5 separate regions of the Mus musculus genome follow, and all the other regions are linked to region 2. The links are chromatin contacts, called in public ChIA-PET, HiChIP or PLAC-seq and promoter capture Hi-C maps. All regions are on one chromosome and are shown on one strand. Each heading gives the region's core, a stretch centred on a gene start, on an enhancer-like site or on the middle of the called end of the contact. The rest is flanking DNA. Distances are from core to core; before and after follow the strand shown.

Region 1 (2,700 bases), core at 60-2,559, 150 kb after region 2:
CCCCTACCTGTACTCCAGCTTCCTCTACTAAACATTGGAGAGACAGATGTTCACATCCAAAAGCTGGAGGGACGAGCGATGGTAAGGTCCCGTCTTTGAGCTGGGTCCTACCTCAGTGTGGCAATGATAGATTAACACAGCAGTGTGTGTGTGTGGGGGGGGGGCTTTCTTTTCTTTTCCACTCAAATTCAGCTCCACAAATACCATGCTGTATGAACGGAGCACGGAAAACTGGGGGTACCTGTGACCCACAGCTGCCTTTGAGGGGTGTCCACAGAGTAAACCTAGTGTCAAGAGCATAGTAAACATACCAAAGTCACACACTGGCTTAAAGCTGGTCTCACCTCTCCTCCACCTCAGGTCTCCCCTCCTCCCTGTCTTCCTTGTGAAGTTCCATTCAGCTCAGGGGTACCTCTCCCCAGACAAAACCTTTGGCCCAGAGAGGTCCTGAGTCAGCAAGTGGGGAACTCCCCCCCCCCAATACCCAGGCTCCAAGCCGGAATGGCGAGCTCATCAAAGCCCCCTGGGAGATGAGGTGATTGACAGATTAGATGCCAGTTCATGTGGAGTTCAGCGAGAGTGTCAGGGTGACCCAGCCCTATGGAGGCTATCCCAGAAGTCCAGGGGCCTGTGCGCCCTCCCAAGGACCTGACAGTAACTCCTCCCCAAGCAATGTGTGACCCCAATGGCCCAAGGGATAAGAGTGGCGGCTGCCAGAGGGGAAGGGGCAAAGAGAAAGCAGCCAGCAGTGCGGTCCCTGTCCCTCACAGCAGCCTAGCAGCCACCGTTGCTGTCTCGGGTACCCTGGAAAATGACCAGGGGGTAGCTTTTCTCCCTGGATCTTTTCCACCTCGGCAAGGAAAGAGACACAGGATAAAGGAAGAGGTGGGGAGGAAACGCACATATCCAAGCAGCCAGGAGGCCAGGAGATGGAGAAAGGCGGCCTTCCTGCTCTGCCAGGCCCAGCGGGATAGGTAGCTTCGAGGCCTGTGCTGGGGCACCGACGCCGGCTGCGCAGGGCTGCGAGTTGCGGGTCCAGCTTTCGGAGCCGCGTGCCTAAGACTATACACGTCAAGCAAGCAGCGCGTGCACGACCCCGGCACACAAGGTGCATCACTATAGGGAACGTCCAAGGAGGTCGGGCTGAGGCAGGGAGGGGAAGCCTCCTCTCCTGAGAGGATGGCTCAAGAGCAGACCAAATACTATACCTGTCCGCGTGCCAGAGCTCCGGGCCTTCCCGCCAACGCTGTCCCTTCACCTTCTGCAAGGCTCCGTCTGTGCCTACCACCCTTCCGCAGGTGCCTGGGGGCGGGGGTGGGGCGTCTAGCCGGGTGCCTGCCAGCCATTGGCTAAGGATGAGCTCATCCTCAACCCGTTAGAATAAACCTCCAATCATCGTTCTCCTCGGCTTCTGACAGCCCTTAAAGCCCTAGAGTTTGCAAGGCCAGGAACTCAGGAGTGGGAGTCAGTGGGGATGGATGTGGGTGACTGAGTGTAGCAGGGAGAGAAAAGGTCTATTGTCACCCAGGGATGTGGCTGCCTTAGACCTCTAAGCCAATGAAACTTAACCACAGCACGTTCAAGAGACTTTCTTCATTCACTACTTCAGTTAGTCAATGTTTCTCTGTTGGGTGTGTACTCTGCCCTAGGGCTTAGGGTAGAGCTGCCTCTATGGCTTCACAGATCAATCTGCCCAGGGCTTCCTGGGCTCTAAGGTCAGGCGAGTGGTTCGGAGTTGAGCAGCACCGAATCCTAACCTGGAGTCAGAAATGCATTCCCAAGAAAGGCACAAACGACCCCGACCCCCTTACTTGTCAGAAGCCACTCTGCGCTTTGCTGTGACCTTGTCTCTGGTAGTTTTCCACACCGGTCTCCTCTGACTCCTCTTCCTCCTCCACACCCCTTCCTCACCCAGAGCTGTTGTCGTCTCTGGGGATCACACTCAGGTCACCAGGCTCAAATGGCAGCACCTTATGCACTAAACCACGTCACCAGCCCCAGATTTATCTCTTTATTAAAATAAAACAACCTTTTAATTTTTGAGTTATTTATTTTTATCTTATGTATATTGGTGTTTCGCTTGCAAATATGTCTGTGTGCGGTGTTCGATTCTTGAAATTGGACTTACAGACAGTTCTAAGCTACCATGTGGGTGCAGGAAATTGAACCCCGATCCTCTGGACAAGCAGCCAGTGCTCCCAACCATGAGGTCATCTCATCATCCCTAAAGCATCTTAAGGGGGAGAGGGAGGGGGGAGGGGGAGAGACAGAGGAGAAGAGAGAGAGAGAGAAGAAAAGAGAGAAGAGAAGAGAAGAGAAGAGAAGAGAAGAGAAGAGAAGAGAAGAGAAGAGAAGAGAAGAGAAGAGAAGAGAAGAGAAGAGAAGAGAAGAGAAAGAGAGAGAAGAAGAGAAGTAGCTTGGGTCTGGTATGGGCTTTCAAAACCTGAAAACACACTTCCTCCAGTGAGACCACACCTCCTAACCCTTCTAATCCTAGCAAAGAGTGTCACTCCCTTGTCACAAAGCATTTAAATACATGAGTCTATGAGGTCCATTTTTATTCACACGGACACATTTTAACAAGCTAAAGACAAAAAATTCAAAACTGAGCAAAGGATTTTAATAATTTCCTCAAAGAAGATATAAAAACAACCAGTAAATAGATGAGAAGATATTTAATATCATTGGTTCTTAAGGGAA
Region 2 (2,700 bases), core at 200-2,699:
GCCTCTGAACCTGTAACCCAGCCCCAGTTAAATGTTTTTTTATAAGAGTTGCCTTGGTCATGGTGTCTGTTCACAGCAGAAAAACCCTAACTAATACAACTTATGACATGCAATTTTATGTATTTCTATGCTGCTTCAATAAGACACTGAAAGAAGGAATCCCTAGCCCCGCATCTACTACTCATAGTTACCCAAGACAGGTAATGATCTGGTTGCTAGGAAAAAAGAGCAAGGTCACATCTTCAAATTGACATGCTGATACAGTTAAGAGTCTTCAAATTAAGCATGGTTTTTCTCTCCCCTTCCTTCCTTCTTTCCTTCCTTCTGTCCTTCCTTTCCCAGAATTCAGTGTACTACTTCTGATGTTCAGTAATCACCCAAACCAATGGAAGTCTTTAATATTTTGCTGCTAGGGTTCAGGAAATCAGCTTTTAAGTTACCCTTCTCTGACTTTTCTTAGGTTTTTTTTTTTTTTTTTTTTTTTTTTTTTTTTTGGGTTTTCGAGACAGGGTTTCTCTGTATAGCACTGGCTGTCCTGGAACTCACTTTGTAGGCCAGGCTAGCCTCGAAATCAGAAATCTGCCTGCCTCTGCCTCCCGAGTGCGGGATTAAAGGCGTTCACCACCATGCCCGGCTGACTTTTCTTAGGTTTAAGGATTCTCCAACAGGGACATCGTCCGAGTTAAAACCTGGGTTTGATGGTACTTGGAAGGCAGAGGCAGGAAGATCTCTGTGAGTTCAAGGCCAGCCTGGTCACAAAGCGAGTTCCAGGACAGCCAGGGGGTTCATACAGAAAAACCCTGTCTTGAAAAAGCAAAAAAATTTTAAGGGTGGTGGGGTGGGTGGTGGGTGGGGAGGAAACCAATCTAAACAATTCAATTCCTTTTACAGTACCTGTAGGAAAGAATCAGGGCCATTTTCACTTTCCTTCTCCAGAATCCATTTTTCATTCTTCCTATCATTGTCCCCTGTCAGGCTGTGGGTTGACTGAGTTAAATCAGTTTAACTTGGAAGAACTGTCATTTTTACAAAGCTCCCTCTTTTTTACTTAGGACTATGGTAAGCCTCTTCGTGAGTTCAAGTTTAATTTTTATTCTCAGGTAGGATTCTGCAGTTTTCTTCATATAATGTCTAGATTTTTCTTAGTAGAGTTATTACTTGTTTTATGTTCTTGTTGCTACTGTGAATGGAATCTTTCCTCCCCCCTCCCCACCCCCCCATTCAAAACTAAACCCATAGGGCGTTAGGATCTCTATCACTCCTTTCGGCTGTGAGACTCTATGGTTTTCTTGGTTCTATGACAACATTCTATTACCGCCTACATTTTCCGAACCCGAAGGAAGGCGGCAACAGCGAGTACCTGCGCCAAGGTTCCCTCTATCTGGCCTTTGTTCTCCGCTCGATGGTACTGCGCATGCGTAGTTGCCTCAGCACGGTCCCCGCCTTCCCGACCGCGGGCCCAGCTCCGTAGCGCCGGCGCACTGGCGCGCTCCGTTCACACGCTCCGCGGCCTGTAAGGCACCGCGAGTTCCGGCTGTCGCCGTCACCGCCGCGGCTCCTGGAGGTCGGTTGCGACGAGTAACGGCGCCGGGACGAGCCCCGCGCCTTCGTTTCCTATATGTATCCGAATTGGGGCCGGTATGGCGGGAGCAGCCACTATCCGCCGCCGCCGGTGCCGCCGCCGCCGCCACCGGTGGCGCTTCCCGAGGCCTCGCCGGGGCCCGGGTACTCCAGTTCGACGGCTCCCGCGGCCCCTTCCTCTTCAGGCTTCATGAGCTTCCGAGAGCAACACTTGGCGCAGCTCCAGCAGCTGCAGCAGATGCACCAGAAGCAAATGCAGTGCGTGCTCCAACCCCACCATCTTCCTCCGCCCCCGCTGCCACCCCCGCCGGTGATGCCCGGGGGCGGCTACGGAGACTGGCAGCCGCCTCCGCCACCGATGCCCCCGCCACCTGGACCAGCCCTCAGTTATCAGAAGCAGCAGCAGTACAAACACCAGATGATCCACCACCAACGAGATGGGCCTCCGGGTTTGGTTCCAATGGAGCTGGAGTCCCCTCCTGAATCTCCCCCTGTACCTCCAGGATCCTACATGCCCCCATCCCAGTCGTACATGCCTCCACCTCAGCCACCACCCTCGTACTATCCCCCTTCCTCCGCTCAGCCCTACCTGCCTCCTGCTCAGCCATCCCCTTCACAGTCTCCACCTTCCCAGTCCTATCTGGCGCCCACTCCTTCTTATTCTTCCTCGTCCTCCTCACAATCATATTTGAGCCATTCCCAGCCCTACTTACCCCCTTCTCAGGCCTCTCCTTCCCGCTCCTCCCAGGGCCCTTCTAAACCCCAGCTACCACCACCACCGTCCATCCCTTCTGGGAATAAAACAGCTATCCAGCAAGAGCCTTTGGAGAGTGGGGCCAAGAACAAGACTGCTGAACAGAAGCAAGCTGCTCCTGAACCAGATCCCTCTACAATGACTCCACAGGTAAGCACTGTGTCACATCTTTCATTTAGGCTTTACGTGAGCAGGTCTTGGGCTTTAACCAGCTAATGCCTATCGTAATTCCAACAGCCAACGACTAGCCCATTCATACTCCAAAGATCCCCTAAGAGTCAGCCCTGAAAGCCAGGTTTTAAATTGACCATAGATTACCAAAAGAAGAGTAAAGATAAGACTAGGCACTTGAAGTTGTAGTAGGT
Region 3 (2,700 bases), core at 163-2,662, 140 kb before region 2:
TCCAGGCCTGTTTGCCCTTCTAAAGTCACATGGTAAAATTCAAATTATGAGGGAAGATGTGTGCCAGCCAGCTCATGTACCTGCTTTGATAAGTATTCTTAGAGCACTCACAAGGTCTGAGATATGATAGAAATGTTTCTCGTGCACTTGTGCAGAAAGGACACATAGATCCACAGAACAAGCGTGATGTTGGCCAGAGCCTATTACTCAGGCAGGATAGAGTGATAGTTAGGGAAAGTTTCCTGAAGTAAGTGATGCTGACCAGTTGTTCACAGGATGAGATGGTTGGAAATCCTGCCCAGCAAGGCTATTTGAGGGCCAGGCTGCCCAATCAGTGGGTAGTAAGAAGAGTGTCTTAGTTTGGGTTTTATTGCTGTGTAGAGACACCATGACCAAGGTAACTCTTATAAACATAAGCATTTAATTGGGGCTGGCTTACAGTTTCACAAGTTCAGTCCATTATCATCATGGCCGGAAGCTTGGCAGCTGCAGGAGAAGGGTGCTGGAGAAGGAGCTGAGAGTTCTACATCTTGATCCACAGACAGAAAGGAGGAGACTGTCTTCTGCAGTTAGCCAGGAGGAGGCGCTCTTTCTCACTGGGTGGAGCCTGAGTACCAGGAGACCTCAAAGCCCTCCTACACAGTGAAGCACTTCCTCCAACAAGACCAAACCTCCCTCAATAAGGCCACACCTCCTAATAGCGCCACTCCTGATGGCTGAGCACTCAAAGAAATGAATCTATGGGGGTCAAACCTATTCAAACAACAACTGAAGGATTCTGACCACGAGCTAGATCCTAAGGTGAGGGTATCTTCTTTGGTGCCTCAGTGTCCCTTTCTTTCAGGTGCCTGATCCCCACGTAAGCAGATAATTCCAGAGAATTGTAAATCAAACCCTTTCCCAAGCACAAACTGCCAAGCACAAGATTTTGGCCAATGCCTAGCCATCGTCCGTCTGTCCAAATACAACTAGCTACCACATGAGCACCTGCCCAGGCCCACCCCAGCACCATCTCAGCCACAGACACTCTCTGCTAGGGCCAGCTCAGCAGACAAACACTGAGGAAGGCAGACACGCCCTGGGCGCATCTTGAGTCTGGTTTTCGCTTAAGGAATGGAGAAGTCATGTGGACCCACCCCTTCCATCCAGCAGAGACCCAAAGCCTGGTATGCATGAGAGGAGGGTCTTGCAGCTCAACCTCTGACCCCTGCCTCAAAGGTGGCTTTTGATGCTTAGCTTCTACCCTCCCTTCCTGCTCTGCGTCCCAAGGATGACCCACCCTTGGTGTAAACAATAACATCTTTCACTCTCTGGAAATCTGAGACGCCCAGCCTGGCAAGCTAAGCCCCTGCATCTCTTTCCACCACTCAGTTCTGGTTCTGCCTTATTCGCCAAGGCTGTCTTGACAACACCAATGAGGATACAGAGCTAAATGTGAGCAGGCTACTGAGGAAGCCCCACCTGGTGGGGTCCTGACGCTGCTGGAAGGGCTTTTCTCAACCAGGAATTCCATTCTCGTGTAGGTGTTTGATTGGTCCAACGAACAGCTCACGGGGAATGGGAAATCAGAAGGGAAACTGGATACATCATCTCCGCTGTCTGTTACATCATCACAGATGAAAGTCATACGACTTCCAGAGCAGCCAGCTGTGTTGATAGATAAACACCTTCCTGGGAAGATGACCGTTCCCAGCTGGCTGAGGGAGGGTCTGAGCTTCGGACCAGATCTCATCAGCCTGTTTTGTATATATCACCAGACTGCAGTGTCTGGTTTGTTCTGAGCCAATCACATGTATTATGAGACTGGATCATGAACTCCTCTTTTTCTCTTTTACAAAGGCACCCAAAATGATCCACTATGGTGGCCTCAATTGCCTAGCTAAGAGAAGGAAAGTTCTGACAGTTTTTACTGGTTGTGTGTGTGTGTGTGTGTGTGTGTGTGTATGTGTATGCTCTTTTAAATTTTCTTTTGGCACGTATGTGTGTGTTCACATGTGGGTGGGTGCACATGTATGTTCTGGTATGTGCATGTGGAGGCCAGAGGATGACAATGCGTGTTTTCCTTGATCACATTCCACCTTAGAATGAAGCAGGGGTTCTCACCACTAAAACCTAGAGTTCACCATGTGGCTAGGCTACCTCGCCATCATGTTCCAGCTAGCCCACGTGTCTGACGCATGGGATTGCACGCAGGCTGTCAGAGCATCCTGCATTTATGCTGGTGCTGGACACTAAGCTCTGGTCCTCATGTTACACAGCTGGCACTCTATCCTCAAGTCATTGCCCCGGCCTCTAAAATGGTGTCTATAATTAAAGGTGGTAGTATATGGCAATTCTTTTTTAATTCCCCTAATTCCCTCCATTTGGAAAAAATGAAAACCTGGTCATTAACGCAGCTCTTTCATTTCTATTTTTATTTATGTTCAGTGTGAATGTATATGGGATGGTGGGGAAGCAAGTGTGGAGGTCAAAGGACACCTTTCTAGAGTCAGTTCTCTTCGGTCTTTATTGGGCTCTGGAGATCAAACTCGGGTCATCAGGCTTGTGTGGCAAGTGCCTTTACCAGCTGGGCCATCGTGCGGGCCTTTCTGATATTGTACCAATGCATGGAATCTAGTGACACCATGAGAGCTGGGAGCAATGACTGTGTTTAAAGGAGACCGGTGGGAAATAAATGAGCACAGATTTCAAAACGTATCA
Region 4 (2,700 bases), core at 190-2,689, 180 kb after region 2:
CTCCCCCATCCTCTGCTAAAAACCACCTGACTTTCTGGCCTCAGTTTCTTCACTTGGAAAAGGGTAGGAGGCTTCTTGTGTTCCCAAGTGCTTGTAATCCTGTGGGGTCTCTCTTCTGCCCAGCCCCCAGGCCAGTCCTGCTGGGCCTACTACAGCCCGCCTTGGCTGGGTGCCAGAGCCCAGGGGGAGGGTGATCAGCTGGTGGGAGCTCAGGGGCTGGAGAAGAGGCGGCGCCATGAGCTGGTGCTGCCTGCCAGTAACGTTACACCTCGAGCTAACACTGCAGCAAGCAGACGGATGGCCTGGCTGCTCGGCAAGGGGACTGGACAACCCACCCACTCCTGGGCTGGGGCTGAGGGCTCCCAGGGCAGTGGGCAGTGCAGCGGGCAGTGCAGCAGGAAGGGAATGCATTGGCTTTGTCAGGATTTTGCTGCCCAATCTGGCTCCCTGCCAGACTCACCCAGCTCCTGGGAAAAGGGCCCTGCTCACTTCCCCAGGCCCTGCACTCAGGACCTTCTGACACCCACCAGGAGGAAAGGGCACGGCAGGATCCCTTGTCATATCTGAAGCCCACCCAAGAGCCCTCTGCTCAATTGGAGCAATGGTGGGGGAAGGGCCTCACCTCCCCACCTCAAGCTTCTTTAGTCAGCTCCTTCCCCACTAGGCCAGGTCAGAGGTCCTGGGGGCGCCTGGTTGGTCATGGGGCCACAACCCTGACCACAGGGCCAGGGAGCTGACTGGGATTAGTGGACGGATGCTTTTTGCAAAGCCACTAGGGCTCCAGGGGCTAGACAGGAAACCTCCCTCATTCCCTGTGGCTTCCCTGCCCCCACTAAGACAGCCCCCAGGAATTGGGGACTGCCCAGCCAGAGGTCTCCTCCCTGAGGTCCAGCCCAGCCCCTGGGAAATATGTGGGCACCCTAGCAGAAGCTGCTCTCTAAAGTGAGTCTGTAATTAAAGACCATAGCCCCTGTTTCTACGGCTAGGATGAGAAGGTCAAGAGGAAGCCAGGCCAGGTCCTTACCTGGGAATGCACAGCCAACCCAGCTAGGACCTGTAAGAAGCAAGTGAACAGCTTCATGACCAGCATCTTCTCAGACATCCAGAGCCAAGGTCCTTCAAGGCACAATCACCATGCTCGTCCCCCTTGGGGGAGACGCTGATACCAGAGGAGAGGAGAGGAGAGGAGTGTCCCCCTCACTGCTGTCCTAGGCTAGGTCTCTGCAGTCTGCCTGAGCATCCACAGAAAGCCGGGGAAGTCCGGAGCTCACAGGTAGGGCTGTGGCTGAGGAAACTGGTGAGGAGTGTTCCGGCGAGTCGGAGCGATGTGAAAGGATCTTAGGGGTCCGATGACCCTAGCTCCTCTCGTGAGTGAGCAGAAGTCTGAAGATGCGGTTTCCTTCTCAGACTGCAGCTTCCCTACGAACTGAAGCTAGTCGGCCGCTGGTTTTCAAGACCGTGTATGGGGCGGGGCTGCAGCCTGCCCGCCCACTTCTATCTCGAGGCCCCAGGAGCAGCCCGGGAGCGCTGAGAGCCGGTTGGCGGTGAGACCTGAGTGCGCGTGACCCCGCAGGGCGCTGAAGGGGCGCTGCCGGCGCAGATCTCCTGGCCCCTCGGAGCTAGGCGTTCATTAGCTTGCCCCAGGGTCAGCCCGCAGCGACAGCCAAGGTTGCACCTGGCTCTTCTGGAGCCTCCAGGTGCGGACGTCCAACATCTGCCTTGGAGATGGCTGGGTACTTAAGTGACCTCTGCAGGGAGTGCAGTACTAAGAAGGCAGCATCTTGCTGTGGCCCTTCATGACCAGTGCCATCCCTACACAACCCCGGGAGGAGAGGTGACAGGATTACTAACCCCATTTTATAGACTAACAACCCGATCCTATGAGAGGGCACCACCTGCAGATGCTGAACAATGTTCATATTCACACTAGGAAAGTGTATGTGTGCCCGCGGGCATCTGCCTGCGTAGACAGGGATCTGGCAGAGACAAGACAAGCTACGTGCCTCCAGAACCGTCCCTCTATTCCATGTACTATCTGACCTGGTAGGCAGGCACAGGGCAGCCCAGCTGTGGGCTGTACACAGGAAACACCTCGGGGCACCTGGCTAGACCTAGGTCCACCACCACTTCCTCCTGTCAGGTCAGGCCAGCCTATTAGAGGTAGGGAATGGACTAACCTGGCATCACCTCCCGAGCCCAAGCAGAAGAGGAAGTGTTCTAGAGCAGCAGGACATGCTGAGGAGAGGTGGTGTCTGCATGGGCACTTGTGTATACCTATGAAGCTGTGTGTATATGTCACCCACTGAACGTGCCCAGTTACACTGTGTGTCGCAGATCTGGGTCTCTGGGTATCTCTTTGTACTTGTGTGCAGCCATGCATGTCTGTACTTTTGTGGTAACCTCCTGTGTTCCTGAGTTGTTCTTCATCACCTACCATTCTAACAAACCTCTGTGACCAGCTTGTGGGCTGGTTGCAAAAACCTGGCAGCATCCAGAGTCAGAAGTTGGTGGGTGGCTGTGGGGGAGGAGATGGGCCTGGGAGGTGGCTCTTGGATCACATTCCATTCAGAGGCAGGGAGGCTAGGGCAGTCCTGGCTCTCACCCCCAGTGACCTCTGTGTCTGTGGCCTGCTGCCCACCCACAAGGGGCTGCCAGAGATGCTGCCTCTCTGTCTGGTAGGCCCTGAGGCCTGCAGGTCCA
Region 5 (2,700 bases), core at 22-2,521, 190 kb before region 2:
AACACAGAAGGAATGTTCACTAGCATCGCTCCAGCATAAACCTTCCCCTAGAACCCAGTGTGCTCCCATGGCTGCAATCCTTCCTATTTCATTCCAGTTCTCAGTGGAGTCTCTGGCAGAGCTGCCACAAGCACCGTCCTCGGCCCCAGTGGAGATCCTGACCTTCAGAATAGGCAGACCCAAGAACCTTCCTGGGAACAACTCTCCCAGGAGTTCAGAAACAGCTGTGCGAGCTCCAGGAAGCTCTACTGCCAACAGAGGGGAAAGGAGAAGGAACTCCTGGGCAGAGAGAAAAGCTGATGGGAATAACATGGCTGAAGCTAGAAACACTGCCTAATAAACAGATGGCACTGGGAAAAGCGATTTGTAGAGAAAAGTGGAAATGGAGACATGGGTTCTTGATACCCATGCAAAGATGGACCAGCTGGATAAAGCACTCTGGAAAGGTAACATCAGATGTAATGCGCAACATCCTTGTGACATAATAAAACTACAAGGCATGAAAAATAAAGCTAAAGGAGGCCAGCGATGGCTCAGCGGGCAAGAGTTTGCCACCCAGGCCTGGAAACCTGAGTTTGATTGCCAGAACCCACCTGAGGATGGAGGGGAGAACCCACTCCACTAGGTTGTCCTGACCTCCACATGGACAGACAGCCTTACACACGTAAAACAGATACAATGTAACAGAATACACAAGCTGCACTGTAAAAGCTACATGAAAAAGGAACAGCCACACTGGAAAACTAGCAAAAAGATAGGAGTAGGTAAGCAATTCACAGATGAGGAAGCCCCAAGGCCAAAGTGCAAAGAGATACACTTTCTAGAGGGTATGTAATTATGCAAGCTCTTACTTAAATTTTTAATAGATAATTTATACTTCTACCTAAATTAACTTAAAACTTGTAATAATTTACAATCATTAATTTATACATATGACTCAATGATATATTAAAGTAATGAAACACTGTTTCCTGAAACTGGCAAAATTTAGGAAGTGGATGCAAAATTGGATTAGGTTCTTCAAGTGACGGCCAATCCCCGGTGGTAGAAGCACTTCGGCTAACCTCAGGTTCCTCCCGTCTACAGCTGTCGCGGGTGGCCGAGACCTCTGGACACCAGGCTGGCACAGGACAGAGCCTTTTGTCTGGGCCTGGCAATACCATTCCCTGTAGCAGCTGTAATTTACCCAGGGCCAGCTCCCAGAGAGCAGTGCCTCTGGCCACAGCACCTACGGCAGCTTGCTGAAGCCTGGAAAGCCCCTGTCCCTTGCTTTTCCCTTGGCTCTGTCACACTGCTGTCTGAGTCACCTCCTCCCTGACAGCCAGACGACAGAACCATCTACCCTTAACAAACTTGGCACTAGAGCCACTTCACGGACTGGCCTCGCCTACTGCCTTTTCTGCTAACAAGCCCAGACTCCAGTCACCCTGATGGTATTATTCCCAGGGCAGGCGATACTGGCCTATGCAGAAATGGTTGCCTTCCCCTGGACTACCTCCTCCCTCCATTCCTGCTGCTGCTCGAAGAGGATCATGGGAAGCAAACCATGCCCCAGAATGGGCGTGACATTGCGTCTGTGTCCAGTGCCAGCTGTAGATAGGTGTAATGTTATGGGCATTTCAACTCACCTTTTGAAGCTTCATCTGGCAAAGCGAAAGGTAGGAATGAGATCCGCAGGGGTTGGAATGGTATATAGCAAAGCGCAGAGAGTGGCTCTTGGTTTAAGTGCTCACTAAATGGGAGCTGTTCATATTCTACCCCAGCTCAAGTACCTGTTCACGGAAACATTCCCAAATTCTCTGCTATGTCAGTTGCTTTTTCGTCTAGTCCCCGCACGGTCGCTACTCTTGCTCATTCAGTTGACTGTCGTCAGAGCTCAGCACAGAGCCAGGTACCTGGCCACTCAGTCAGAGCCCGCGTACCTACTGAGTACTCGTGACGGGGTTCCCTCACGTTCCTGTTAGGTTGGGCTTCTCTATCTCCCTTCCTCACAGAATGAAATGAGTGGGCTTGGATGACTTTGGATTCTGAAAGCCAGATCCTTGGAATCAGATGTTGAGGAGACTCAAAGAAAGGGTTCATTGCTCCATGGCCACACATGGAACCATGGTCAAGCAGCAGACTAGCTCCAGAAGTGTGAGCCCCAAACACAGGTAGTGCAGTTCTCAAGTGAGAACTTCCCAGCTGCCTCTGAGCCCCCAGGCGCTGTGTGGTAGATGCTTCCTCATTTCTTCGTGAACTTACTCATAAACAGTGTACAGGAACATTCTATGCTACAAAAGGGGTTGCACAGCGTGCTGGCTAGTTTGTCAACTTAACATAAGCTGAAGTCATCAGAGAGGAGGGAAGCCTCAGTTGAGAAAAACCCCCTCTGTAATCAGGCTGTAAGCAAGACTGTAAGGCAGGGCATTTCTTAATTGGTGATTGATGGGGAGGGGCTAACTATTGTGGGTGGTGCCATCTCTGGGCTGGTGGTCCTGGGTTCTATAAGAAAGCAGATTAAGCGAACCATGAAGACCAGTTCAGTAAGCAGGCCTCCTCTGTGGCCTCTGCATCTGCCCCTGCCTTCGGGTTCCTGCCCTATTTGAGTTCCTGTCTTGGATTCCATCAAAGGACTGTGATTCAGGATATGTGAAGCCTCTAGTGGGGCCAGTTTGGAGGCAGAAGTCCCCAGAGAAAGTCCCCTTTCCTCCACAAGTT

The links. Promoter capture Hi-C pulls out the DNA fragments that hold promoters and counts their contacts. ChIA-PET counts read pairs in DNA pulled down with a chosen protein or histone mark. HiChIP or PLAC-seq counts read pairs in DNA pulled down with a chosen protein or histone mark. Capture Hi-C pulls out chosen DNA fragments and counts their contacts.
Region 1: a promoter capture Hi-C map of adipose tissue shows a contact between it and region 2. The contact joins the promoter of Rps6kl1 here to the promoter of Ylpm1 in region 2. A contact is called at or near these places in 4 of 39 promoter capture datasets (cranial neural crest, hematopoietic stem and progenitor cells, hippocampal neurons and 1 more), 2 of 115 datasets of contacts at active chromatin or transcription factors (effector CD8 T cells and embryonic stem cells) and 1 of 9 other capture datasets (adipose tissue).
Region 3: an H3K4me3 HiChIP or PLAC-seq map of embryonic stem cells shows a contact between it and region 2, with 5 times the contacts expected there. The contact joins the enhancer-like site here to the promoter of Ylpm1 in region 2. A contact is called at or near these places in 2 of 484 Hi-C or Micro-C datasets (the G1E-ER4 cell line and frontal cortex), 6 of 115 datasets of contacts at active chromatin or transcription factors (the SCID.adh cell line, acute myeloid leukemia, bone marrow-derived macrophages and 2 more) and 2 of 9 other capture datasets (adipose tissue and embryonic stem cells).
Region 4: an RNA polymerase II ChIA-PET map of memory CD8 T cells shows a contact between it and region 2, with 15 read pairs. The contact joins the promoter of Pgf here to the promoter of Ylpm1 in region 2. A contact is called at or near these places in 1 of 39 promoter capture datasets (the SN4741 cell line), 1 of 115 datasets of contacts at active chromatin or transcription factors (memory CD8 T cells) and 2 of 9 other capture datasets (liver and pancreatic islet).
Region 5: a promoter capture Hi-C map of 3T3-L1-derived adipocytes shows a contact between it and region 2, with 2.7 times the contacts expected there. The contact joins the enhancer-like site here to the promoter of Ylpm1 in region 2. A contact is called at or near these places in 16 of 39 promoter capture datasets (the 3T3-L1 cell line, 3T3-L1-derived adipocytes, the HPC-7 cell line and 10 more), 5 of 484 Hi-C or Micro-C datasets (brown adipocytes, cortical neurons, embryonic fibroblasts and 1 more), 10 of 115 datasets of contacts at active chromatin or transcription factors (the 230-238 cell line, the NIH/3T3 cell line, the SCID.adh cell line and 6 more) and 1 of 9 other capture datasets (adipose tissue).

The regions. Positions count from the first base shown.
Region 1 is chr12:85,149,955-85,152,654 of GRCm38.p6, forward strand. It overlaps Rps6kl1 (ribosomal protein S6 kinase-like 1), which reads right to left and starts at 1,310. Exons shown (of 11, transcript NM_146244.4): 1 at 1,209-1,310.
Region 2 is chr12:84,994,872-84,997,571 of GRCm38.p6, forward strand. Ylpm1 (YLP motif containing 1) reads left to right here and starts at 1,450. Exons shown (of 21, transcript NM_178363.4): 1 at 1,450-2,485. The coding sequence starts at 1,619.
Region 3 is chr12:84,857,304-84,860,003 of GRCm38.p6, forward strand. All of the region lies in intron 2 of Ltbp2 (latent transforming growth factor beta binding protein 2), which reads right to left. Among named protein-coding and RNA genes, the nearest start is that of D030025P21Rik, 17 kb to the right of the region's middle. Within about 2 kb of position 1,413, at least 23 of the 459 cell types and tissues checked have an H3K27ac peak or open chromatin away from gene starts, as enhancers often do. A contact at or near this core is called in embryonic stem cells, where this site is marked.
Region 4 is chr12:85,175,874-85,178,573 of GRCm38.p6, forward strand. It overlaps Pgf (placental growth factor), which reads right to left and starts at 1,440. Exons shown (of 7, transcript NM_008827.3): 1 at 1,025-1,440. The coding sequence starts at 1,090.
Region 5 is chr12:84,800,575-84,803,274 of GRCm38.p6, forward strand. All of the region lies in intron 17 of Ltbp2 (latent transforming growth factor beta binding protein 2), which reads right to left. Among named protein-coding and RNA genes, the nearest start is that of Isca2, 29 kb to the left of the region's middle. Within about 2 kb of position 1,272, at least 47 of the 459 cell types and tissues checked have an H3K27ac peak or open chromatin away from gene starts, as enhancers often do. A contact at or near this core is called in 3T3-L1-derived adipocytes, adipose tissue, bone marrow-derived macrophages and 1 more, where this site is marked.